Regions from separate parts of the Mus musculus genome. Here region 2 is linked to region 1. Evidence: chromatin contacts called from public HiCAR-type data. All regions are on one chromosome and are shown on one strand. Each heading gives the region's core, a stretch centred on a gene start, on an enhancer-like site or on the middle of the called end of the contact. The rest is flanking DNA. Distances are from core to core; before and after follow the strand shown.

Region 1 (4,569 bases), core at 686-3,185:
CTATATGGACCATACTGGCCTCAAACTCACAGGGACTCACCTGTCTTTGCCTCCTGAGTGCTTGGTTTAAAGGAGTGTGCCACTATACCCCATAGGTCTGAAAGTCTTACCAATGAACCACATGATGCTCAACTCCTCCAGGCTTCTGGAGACAGGTATTCTCCATCCTTCAGTGTTGTTCCTTGCCAGTGCTGTTGAATCTTGGTACCTTTCAAGCCTCCTCCACCCCTGTACCCTTTCACCTGCAGTGTGGCCCTGCCAGGCCTTCTAGGCCTCACATTCATATCTAGGCCTGTTCATTAACCATGGACCTGCCCTGGTGGCACCTGTCATTTGTCTGAGCAACTTCTTACTAATGGGTGCTATTAGTCTTGTCTGAGAGCCCAAGGTCTGGGGACTCCTTAGCTCCACCCATGCCCACCCATGCTTACCATCATTGATCCTCCCAGCCAAGGACTCTGCACTAAAGCCAGCAAATACCACTGTGTGGATAGCTCCAATCCTGGCACAGGCCAGCATTGCTGCCACAGCCAGTGGGGACACAGGCATGTAGATGGCCACACGGTCCCCTCGGTGCACTCCATGTCTCTTCAGTGTATTGGCCAGGCGGCATGTGGTCTCCAGAAGCTCCCTACAGCATAAAAAAGAAAACGTCATTAGAGACAAGGGAGAGCCACAGTACAGCACAATGGAGCATGGGACAAGTCACCGACTGCAGGTACTGTCTCCCACTCCAGTGCAGGAGGAAAGAATTTACAGCTTGACAAGATAGAAATGTTTTCCATGTAAGTGCATCATGGTTTATCATGTCCTCACAACCATTTTGGTTTCTGAGAGGTCACGTTCCTAAGACTTCTGAAAATGTTGGCTTCCAAAAACAAACAAACAAACAAACAAACAAATAAACAAAAAAGGCAGGTTTTTAAAGAAAGTCTTCTGGCAGGAGAAAAAAAGGCTCCCAGCCTTCTATATTCACAGAAGTCAAGGGCACCAAGAAACACTTCTAGTTAGGGACTCAGACCTCAGTGGGACAAGGGCCAACTTAATGAAGTCATAGTGACTGGGAAGAGAAAACAACAGAAAGATGACTACCCTGCCTGTAACCCCTGGGAAGAGTTGACAGGAAGGGGTCTGTGTTAGGTACTGTTGGGGTGCAGGTGACAGATTGGCTACACACACACACACACACACACCTGCATCTACATGATATGAATCCTTCATCAGGTCACAACATTTAGCCAGCCAAACAAAAGATAGCAAGCTGGGTTGGCTCCGAGTTAACTCAGGATCCTTTCATAATCATAACCCTTTATTAATCATAGCTCATGACACTGAACTCCAAGAAAACCTGGAGTATAGGATAGGAAAGCTGCCACATTATGGAGGCAGAAGAGAAGAAAATCAGAGACAGGACAGAAGTAAGTCTGTGGTGCCCATCAAGGCTCTTTGAATGCCTTATCTCATTAAACTTGGGCATGGTAAATGGATACACAGCTATTTTCCCTCTTTTCTATACAATTTTTACATTAATTAACTCAGAAAGGCCCTTTTTCTGGGCTGAGGGAGGCCACCACTGGCCACATTCCTGCCCTCTGAGCTGCACTAAGATGCTCTAAATAAGGCAGAGCCAGGCCCAGGGAGGGACCCTGCTTCAAGCCCCCCAAGCCCTTGAAAAGCGTAGTTGCCTATCCACAGGGCTTCAAAATAGTCTAAATTCAACAAGATGCCTCTGGGAAACCAGACCAGAATGAAAATACAGCCGCCTTCTCAGCCTGCGTTCAAGGAGCTCTTTGTTTCTTCTGAAGCCATCCCGCAAAGGAATGCAAATGAGCCTCATGCCCATCGACGCTGTGATTGGTCCAGCTGCTGAGCCTCATACCCATCCACGCTGTGATTGGCCCAGCTGCTGGCCACTCCTGCCCCGCTCAGTCCAGTGCCCCTTCCATCTTTTCTCCCTGAAGCTGTAAAGAGGACAAAGGTGGCATTCAGTGGCACTGGTCTACCCTTTCCCTGAGTTAACAATGAAAGAACACTTCCCAGACCCTTCCCATAGACTCTAGGGCCCAGAAACACCCCTCTCTGCTGGGGAGCCTGCCCACAGCTAAGACAGCAGCTGTGATCAGCAGTCCTTCAGCTCCATTTTCACAGCCCTAGCGCTTATGCCCTGGGCAGCGCTCAGAGAGATGGCGTGTCCTGCTTGCTGACCAGTGGTGTTGAAACCCAGCCTTTACCCTGCAGACCAGGGGCAGCAGTTTAGAGAAAGAAGGACGGTGGCCTATTTATATAGCAAAACTTTCCTATAGCAGACACAACCCTACTACAAGTTCTGCAGTCAACCTGACACTTGCCTAAAGTCACACAATGTAAGTACATACCACCACCACCCCCAAACAACTACAGCCTGAGAGTCTCAGATGAGTTCCAAAAAAGAAACAGCTAGAAATAGAGTTCAGAGGGAGGAGAGGAAGAAGCTGTTATTCATTCATTCATTCATTCATTCATTCATTCATTTTTCTTTCAAAGTTTGGTAGTGGTAGTGATTTTTGTTGCTTTGAGATAGGACCCCATAGCCCATGCTAACCTGAAACTCTCCAAATAGCTTAGGCTACACTGGAACTCACCACCTCCTGTGTCACTTCAAATGTGTTAGATTTACAAGTGTGCACAGCCATGTCTAGCTCAAAGCTGGTTTATTTGGAGGGGGGGGGTGTTTTGGGGGTTTTTTGTTTGTTTGTTTTTTTGTTTGTTTTGTTTTTTGTGTTTTTGTTGTTGTTTTAATGACTGTATCAAAAGCTTCTTTCCCTCCTAGTCATTCCCAAATGCTAGCCCAAGGGAGGAATCATATTGATTGGTGTGTGTTGTGTTTAGGAAACAACAAGCTGACTTTGGCTCTCCATGTTCATGAAATAAACACTAACTGAGAATCTCATCCTCTTTAGTATCCACCCCACTAGAGCTCAAGGTTTGCTTAGACACAGCTTTCTCTCCCAGCAAGGCACAGCAGGTCCTGCACCCTATCTTGAAGAAACAGCCCAGGGGACCAGTAACTGAACCATGAAGCCTGATTCCTTGGTGATGAAATGTACTCATTCTGCTGTTTATAACCCTCAGAGAACGGAAGCAACAGAAATGGGCTGGGCAGGGTCATAAACCAAGTACACCATCATGTAATGTTATGACCGTGACCTTTAGCAAAGAGCTTTGAGGAAAATATTGAGTCATCTGGCCATGGTGGCGCACGCCTTTAACCCCAACACTTGGGAGGCAGAGGCAGGTGGATCTGTGTGAGTTCAAGGCCAGCCTGGTTTACTCCAGGACAGCCAAAGCTATAACACAGAAAAATCCAGTCTTGAAAAAAGAAAAAGAAAAAAAGTATTGAGAGCCACATATCAACATGGGAAGCTCCCAAAGCTGCTTTTTGCCATAAAGTTCAGAAGACAAATGTGCTTTCCTTGAGGTGTGTTGCCTGTGATGAAGGTACTGACCTCAGCCTTTATCCCTTAGAGGGATGTCTCCCTGGATACCCAGAAGGGTCTGAGCAAAGATGAGGATCTGTTGTGGAACAATGTCCTTTGGGCATAGCAACCATTACCCCGCTAACTGGAGCAGCTGTGAATACCTACAGGACACTCTCAAGGCCTGGCCCTACTGTTCTCTCATAGAAAGGAGTAATTTTATACCTTCACTAGAGACCCCAGCCCCTCCCTCCTGCACCACCCCCTTTCCCAGACCCAGATTATGCAATTCTCCCCTAGCTGCTTGTGATCTTGAGGGTGCTAGCAGTGTATAGAGTTTGAAAAGTAGCCATGCACGCTGAAGTGGCACTTTTCAGTGATGGCAAACGTTTGGGGTGGAGGGGGGATCGCTTCTGCTCCTGTAACAAACCCCTCTCCCATGATTCTATAAATAACTCTAATAAACATTATTTCACCACACTAGCCTGGAGTAGAACTGTTGCTTTGCCCCATCTACCATAAGCAAGCAGACATATCTACCCAAGAAAAGCTAATGTAACAAGATCCTAATAGGCTCCCCATGCTTTGGAATAAATGACCTTATAAAAGAGTCCAGCACTAAGGGGACTGCAGGTCCTAACTGTGACTGATGTCCCAAGCATCTTTAAAGGCGTCCCATAGATAGCAGCTATCATTACAGAAAATGGGCTAAGAGGTGGGCAAAGAGTGAATGCAGACAGTTCCATAACTGCCCTTTTCTTTTTCTACACTGGGTATTGCACCCTGGAGACTTCACACATATAAGGCAATCGCTCTATCACTGACCTGCACACACAGTTAACTTTATTTATTAAAACAGACAGTTTTAGAGATAAATGTTTACACACTGTTCTGTGGCTAGAAGCCAGAGCCTTACACATGCAAGGCAAGCACCCTACCACTGGCGGCTCACACCCTTAATTCTCTGATGACTCCTTAGCAGAGGCAGGCGCTCACGGGTCTCTTTCCCAGGAAGGAGAACACAAAATGCCAGTTTGTCCTAGGTACTTTGCAGGATCTGATCTTTGGCTCTAAGGAAATGTGACCTAAGGGTCTGTGGGGGCTCTGAGCAATC
Region 2 (4,718 bases), core at 1,091-3,590, 960 kb after region 1:
CTCTCTCTGTTCCCATCAACACTTTACTCTTGGCTTTAGGCTGACTGTCAAGAGGGAGGAAGCACCTTCAGCAGGTCTCACCTCCCAGGATAGCTTCTCTACCACGCCAGCTCGGACGAGTGTGGCTGAACAGTCAGCAGAGCCCAGGTGGAGCTCCAGGCCCAGGCCCTGAGAGACAGGTGAGAGAGGCTTAGATGGGAACTGCATGTGGCCCTGGTACAATGCGAGCTTTGTCCCAGCTGCCTCTGCTACCACCTTGCTTGGCAACCTGTTTCTCCCTCCTCTTGAGTTCTGTTTTCCTTCCTCCCTGGCTGTGGGTGGGAATGGAGTGGCATTTGTACCTGGACACAGTTAACAGTCTCCTGGGAGGCCAGAACCAGCTATTAATTTGGGGCAGAGTAGAAGTGGCATTTCCCCTGCTGGGATGGGACCTCACAGGCAGGGTCCCTCTTGGGAAGGCAGAAGCCACCCAGTCCCATAGGGTGCCTCCTCTTCAGGATCCTGCTCAGAGGCCCCAGTGAGTGTCCTGTGTCTTCTTAACTCCTCCCTCTCATCATAGCCCGAGAGAGGAGGCATGTTGCCATGGCATTTATTGCCACGTTGCCTGTTCAGCCTGGAGTCCCACAGGCCTGTCCCCAGGCAGCTGGAGGCAGCCACTTGGAATAGAAGGTGAAAGGAAACCCTAAGTCACGGGAGCACAGCCAACAATCTCTCGTCCCTTCAACCCCAAGGGCACCCACCCCTTTTCACACCAGTGTCCCTGTTTCCCCATTGTGCACACTCCATAGCAACTGCACAAACATCTGCCTCTTTGATTGGTCATCCCCATGCCCAGTGCTGCCTAAGGGCTTATAATGAGGAGCAAGAGCTGAAAGGCTGCAGAAATAGGGCTGAACAGACCTGGGGTTGAATTCTGGCTCTTGTACTCTGAACGCGTGTCTCAGCAAGTCTGGCTACTGCTGAGATTCAGCCTCTCACCCACCGGGAGCGGCACCTCCTCGCTGGGCACCGTGAAAGTAACACGAAACAGTGCATGCAGATGGCATGGATGGCGGCTCTGCCACACAAGAGCCACTGGACGAACAGGATCAGACACTGGTCTGGAAGTAGATAATTGAAGTGTGATATGACCTTCAAAAAAGAAATAGCCAAGACATTTTGGTGGCCTCGGGAAGGTCAAGAAAACCTTCTTCCCATCAGAAACGTGTGTTGAGTCTGGAAGGGTGGGCAGGAGTCCACCAGTGGGAAGACAGGGTGGCATGGCCAAAGGCAGTAAGTAACTCAATAATACAGCTGCTCAGAGGCGAGGATCAGTGAGTGAGGCCACATAGCCTGGTAGGCCAGGGTCGTGTCCAGTGGGCCACAGGGAGGCATGGAGCTATCCCACAAAGGAGATGGGCACATCAGACGTTTATTCAAGGAAGCCCTGGGTAGAGTTTGTAGGGAAAGGACAGGACCAGAGGAAAGGAGAGCAGGCAGGAAGCTGTGAAAACCTTCTAGGGGTGAATGCAAGAGGGCATGGGTCTGGGTTAGCATCAAGATTAACAGAGAAAAGACCTGGACCATGTTTGAAATCTATCAGAAGCTTGTGGTTATATGGAAGCAAAGTGGGAAAAACTTAATCTTGGTGATCAAACCCTTTCCACCTACAACAGTCTCCTCCGCCCTTTTCTTTTCCTCCTCTGCGTGTGTGTGCATGTGTGCATGTGTGTGTGCATGTGTACATAATGAGAGCTCTGCTTGTCAAAGCACCACCATATCTCTGCTTGAGCTGTTTGCCAGCCCACTGCATCCCACCCCCCAGGTCTGTGTATTCAGCCTGTGCTCTGCAGCCTTCCTACAGGGACTGGCTCTCATCCCTTCCTGTCTTGGCCTCTTAGCTGAAGTTCCCTGGTGTATTTCATAGGAACAAACACAATCAACACACAGTTGTTCATAATATAATGGTTTAAAACCCCGTGCTAGATCATGAAGCTAGACGAGATGGTCTCTAGGGTATCTGGGTCCCACATTCTCATTTAGGGCTGTTTATAAAACAAGGGACTGGGATATGATGCTGTCTCTTCTGGGTCACAGTTTCCGAAGCTGTACGATCAGGAAGCTGCATCTCTTGGGAGATCCTGGCATCTTACTCAACATGGGGAGCAGCCAGGTGCTCAGGTCAGCCAGTGTTCTAAGTGACAGTCCCAGAATATACCTTTGAAGGTATCTCCCCCCCCCCAACCTACAAAGTATCAGCCACCTATGAAAGAAGAAAGCAACCCTGCAACCCCAGAGAACAGAACAGGCTGAGCTTATGACTCAGCCTCCAGCAGCTGTGCAAAGCCGAGCACGGCAACCAGAGCTTGGGAAAGATCCCATCGCTGCCAAGGCAGAACCTGGACCAGCCTTCCCTGGCAGATAGAGCAACTTGTGCTCCTTGGATGCTAATGCCAGAGATGGAAATGGAAACGGGCCCGGATGCTTGCCAGCAGCTACCCTCCAACCTTAGAACTTCAGGGCAGCTCCAGTGAGGTGGCAGGCCAAACTATGCAGGTTTCAGGGCGGTCTCATCCCCCCCCCCCCCCTCCGCAGACTCGAGTCCAGCCTTCCTGCACTTAAGCTGGCAGGAGTTGGGGGAGGGGGTACTTCACCAGATCACTTCCTGTCTCTGGCACAAGCCACTCCCAGGACTGAAACCACTCAACAGAGCCACTGGATTCTGTGTTCGCACTGTGGCAACCCCAGAACAGTGGCAGGACTGTTCCACAACTTGGCTAAACGCTGCAGGGGTTTCCAAGGTAACCAGGAAAGGCTTGAGGGCTGAGGCAGCTCCACAGGACTAGTCTCAGATGCCTCAGAACCGGTCCCAAGCCTCTATCTACACACCACCTAAGAAACTTAGCTCTGGACTGCTAGGCAGGGTGGGCTCAGGCTTCCTCCTCCATTTCAGCCAATGGGGTCCTCATATTGGTTCTACTCACGCAAGGTGCGGCGATTAGTGATAGTCAGCACTGGGGATGAGGAATGCACCCTTCTGGGTGTGTCTGGGGGGGGGCATTCCAGAGCAGAGGAACTAAAGGAGGAAGCCACCCTGAATGTGGGGGCTCCATCCCGTAGGCTGGGTCACAGAGCAAAAGAAAGAAGAGAGTCTGTATATATAGTTATCCTCTCGTTCTATCAGTCTGTCTGTCTGTCTCTCTTTCCCCTCTGTGGGGCTGCTGTGAGGTGAACAGCTATGCCCCTCTCCCATAGGCTAATCCTACTTAAACTATGTTCAAAAATTCCCCCTTTTCACTTTGCTGACATCTTTTGTCACAAGGACAAAAACTGACTAGAAGGTCTGAAGGTGTAAGGTGTGTGTGTGTGTGTGTGTGTGTGTGTGTGTGTGTGTGTGTTTGTACATGTGCACTTGTGTATATGTGGAAGCCAGAGGCCAAAGTGGGGTGTCTTGTTCAATGGCTTATTTTCTGAAACAAGGTTTCTCACTGAACCTAAAGCTCACCAGTTCATCTAGACTGTCTGGCCAACAAACCCCAAGAATCCTTCTGCTTCAGCCTCCCAAGGGCTGGGATTCTGGGTGTGCACCATGACAAACTAGGGATGCAGACTCAGCCCTGAAGCTTGTACCTTACAACCGAGACATCTCCTCTGGCCAGTAAGACCATTTTGGTTTTTTTGTTTGTTTTTAGAATTCTTCTTTTTTTTTAATTAAAAAGATTTATTTTTATTATGTGTCTGAGTGTTTACACATATATATGTGTATCACATGTGTGCCTGGTGCCCATGGGGGCCAGAAGAGGATTTTAGATCCCTTAGAATGTCATTACAAATGGTTGTGACACACAGTGTGGATACTGGGAACAAAACCCAGGGGAAGACCATTTTCGAAAGAAGGATTTGGAGGCTAAGGATGTAGCAGAGGCTTACAGAGTATGTGAAAGACCCTGGGCTCAATCTCAAGTACTGCCTAATCGCCCCAACAAGAGGGGTGTTTACAGGTTAAAATTCCGAGATACAAAATTTTCATATCCACTAGGATTATTATAAAACAAACAAACAAACCAGGAAACAAGTACTGTTATGAGCATGGAGAAACTCATGTGTGTCTGGTGGGGAATACGACAGCCACACTGCCATGGCAAACAGTTTGTGAGTCCTTACAAAGCTAACAGGGATGGCCTGTGAGCCTGCAATTCCACTGCCAGATAGATTTCCCAAGGAACGAAGCAAGCATTGAAACACCGTGCACAGGGTTGATGCAGGCAGCTTGTCAGTAGGAGATAATGTGCGGTGCAGCACATGTATGCACCAGGACTTCACTCATTAGAAGAAACGAGGTAGCAACATGTGCTGCAACGGGAGTGAGCCCTGAAGACACTGTATTAAGTGAAAGAAGCCAGATGCAAACACAAGTACTGAACGAACAAGTGGGTTTACACAAAATACCCAACATGGGCAAATCCAGACAGACAGAAAGAAGCCACTGAGTGAAGCCACTTAGTGGTTGTCAAGAAGTAATAAAGAGCAGCTGCTGACAGGAGCGGGGCTTCTGAAGGAAGACGATGCAGTTGCTTAGGGATTAGATAATGGGGCTGGTTACACAATTTCGTGTAAGTACATTCTCAGAGTGGTGTATTTCTCAGATTTTATGGTCCGTGAACTACATATCAAATTTAAAATCCCATTCAAGATAAATCCATACAATCTCTATTTTAAATGGATAGTTGCCAAAGGAT

What was found. HiCAR-type assays count read pairs that join an accessible place to other places.
Region 2: a HiCAR-type map of astrocytes shows a contact between it and region 1, with 2.5 times the contacts expected there. The contact joins two enhancer-like sites. A contact is called at or near these places in 2 of 115 datasets of contacts at active chromatin or transcription factors (astrocytes and double positive thymocytes) and 1 of 9 other capture datasets (embryonic stem cells).

What each region holds. Positions count from the first base shown.
Region 1 is chr2:150,642,281-150,646,849 of GRCm38.p6, forward strand. It overlaps Acss1 (acyl-CoA synthetase short-chain family member 1), which reads right to left. Exons shown (of 14, transcript NM_080575.2): 3 at 432-631. The region is part of intron 1 of Gm52532 (a long non-coding RNA gene); the gene reads left to right. Among named protein-coding and RNA genes, the nearest start is that of E130215H24Rik, 23 kb to the right of the region's middle. Within about 2 kb of position 1,936, at least 107 of the 459 cell types and tissues checked have an H3K27ac peak or open chromatin away from gene starts, as enhancers often do. A contact at or near this core is called in astrocytes, where this site is marked.
Region 2 is chr2:151,603,136-151,607,853 of GRCm38.p6, forward strand. The region is part of intron 2 of Snph (syntaphilin); the gene reads right to left. Among named protein-coding and RNA genes, the nearest start is that of Snph, 27 kb to the right of the region's middle. Within about 2 kb of position 2,341, at least 92 of the 459 cell types and tissues checked have an H3K27ac peak or open chromatin away from gene starts, as enhancers often do. A contact at or near this core is called in astrocytes, where this site is marked.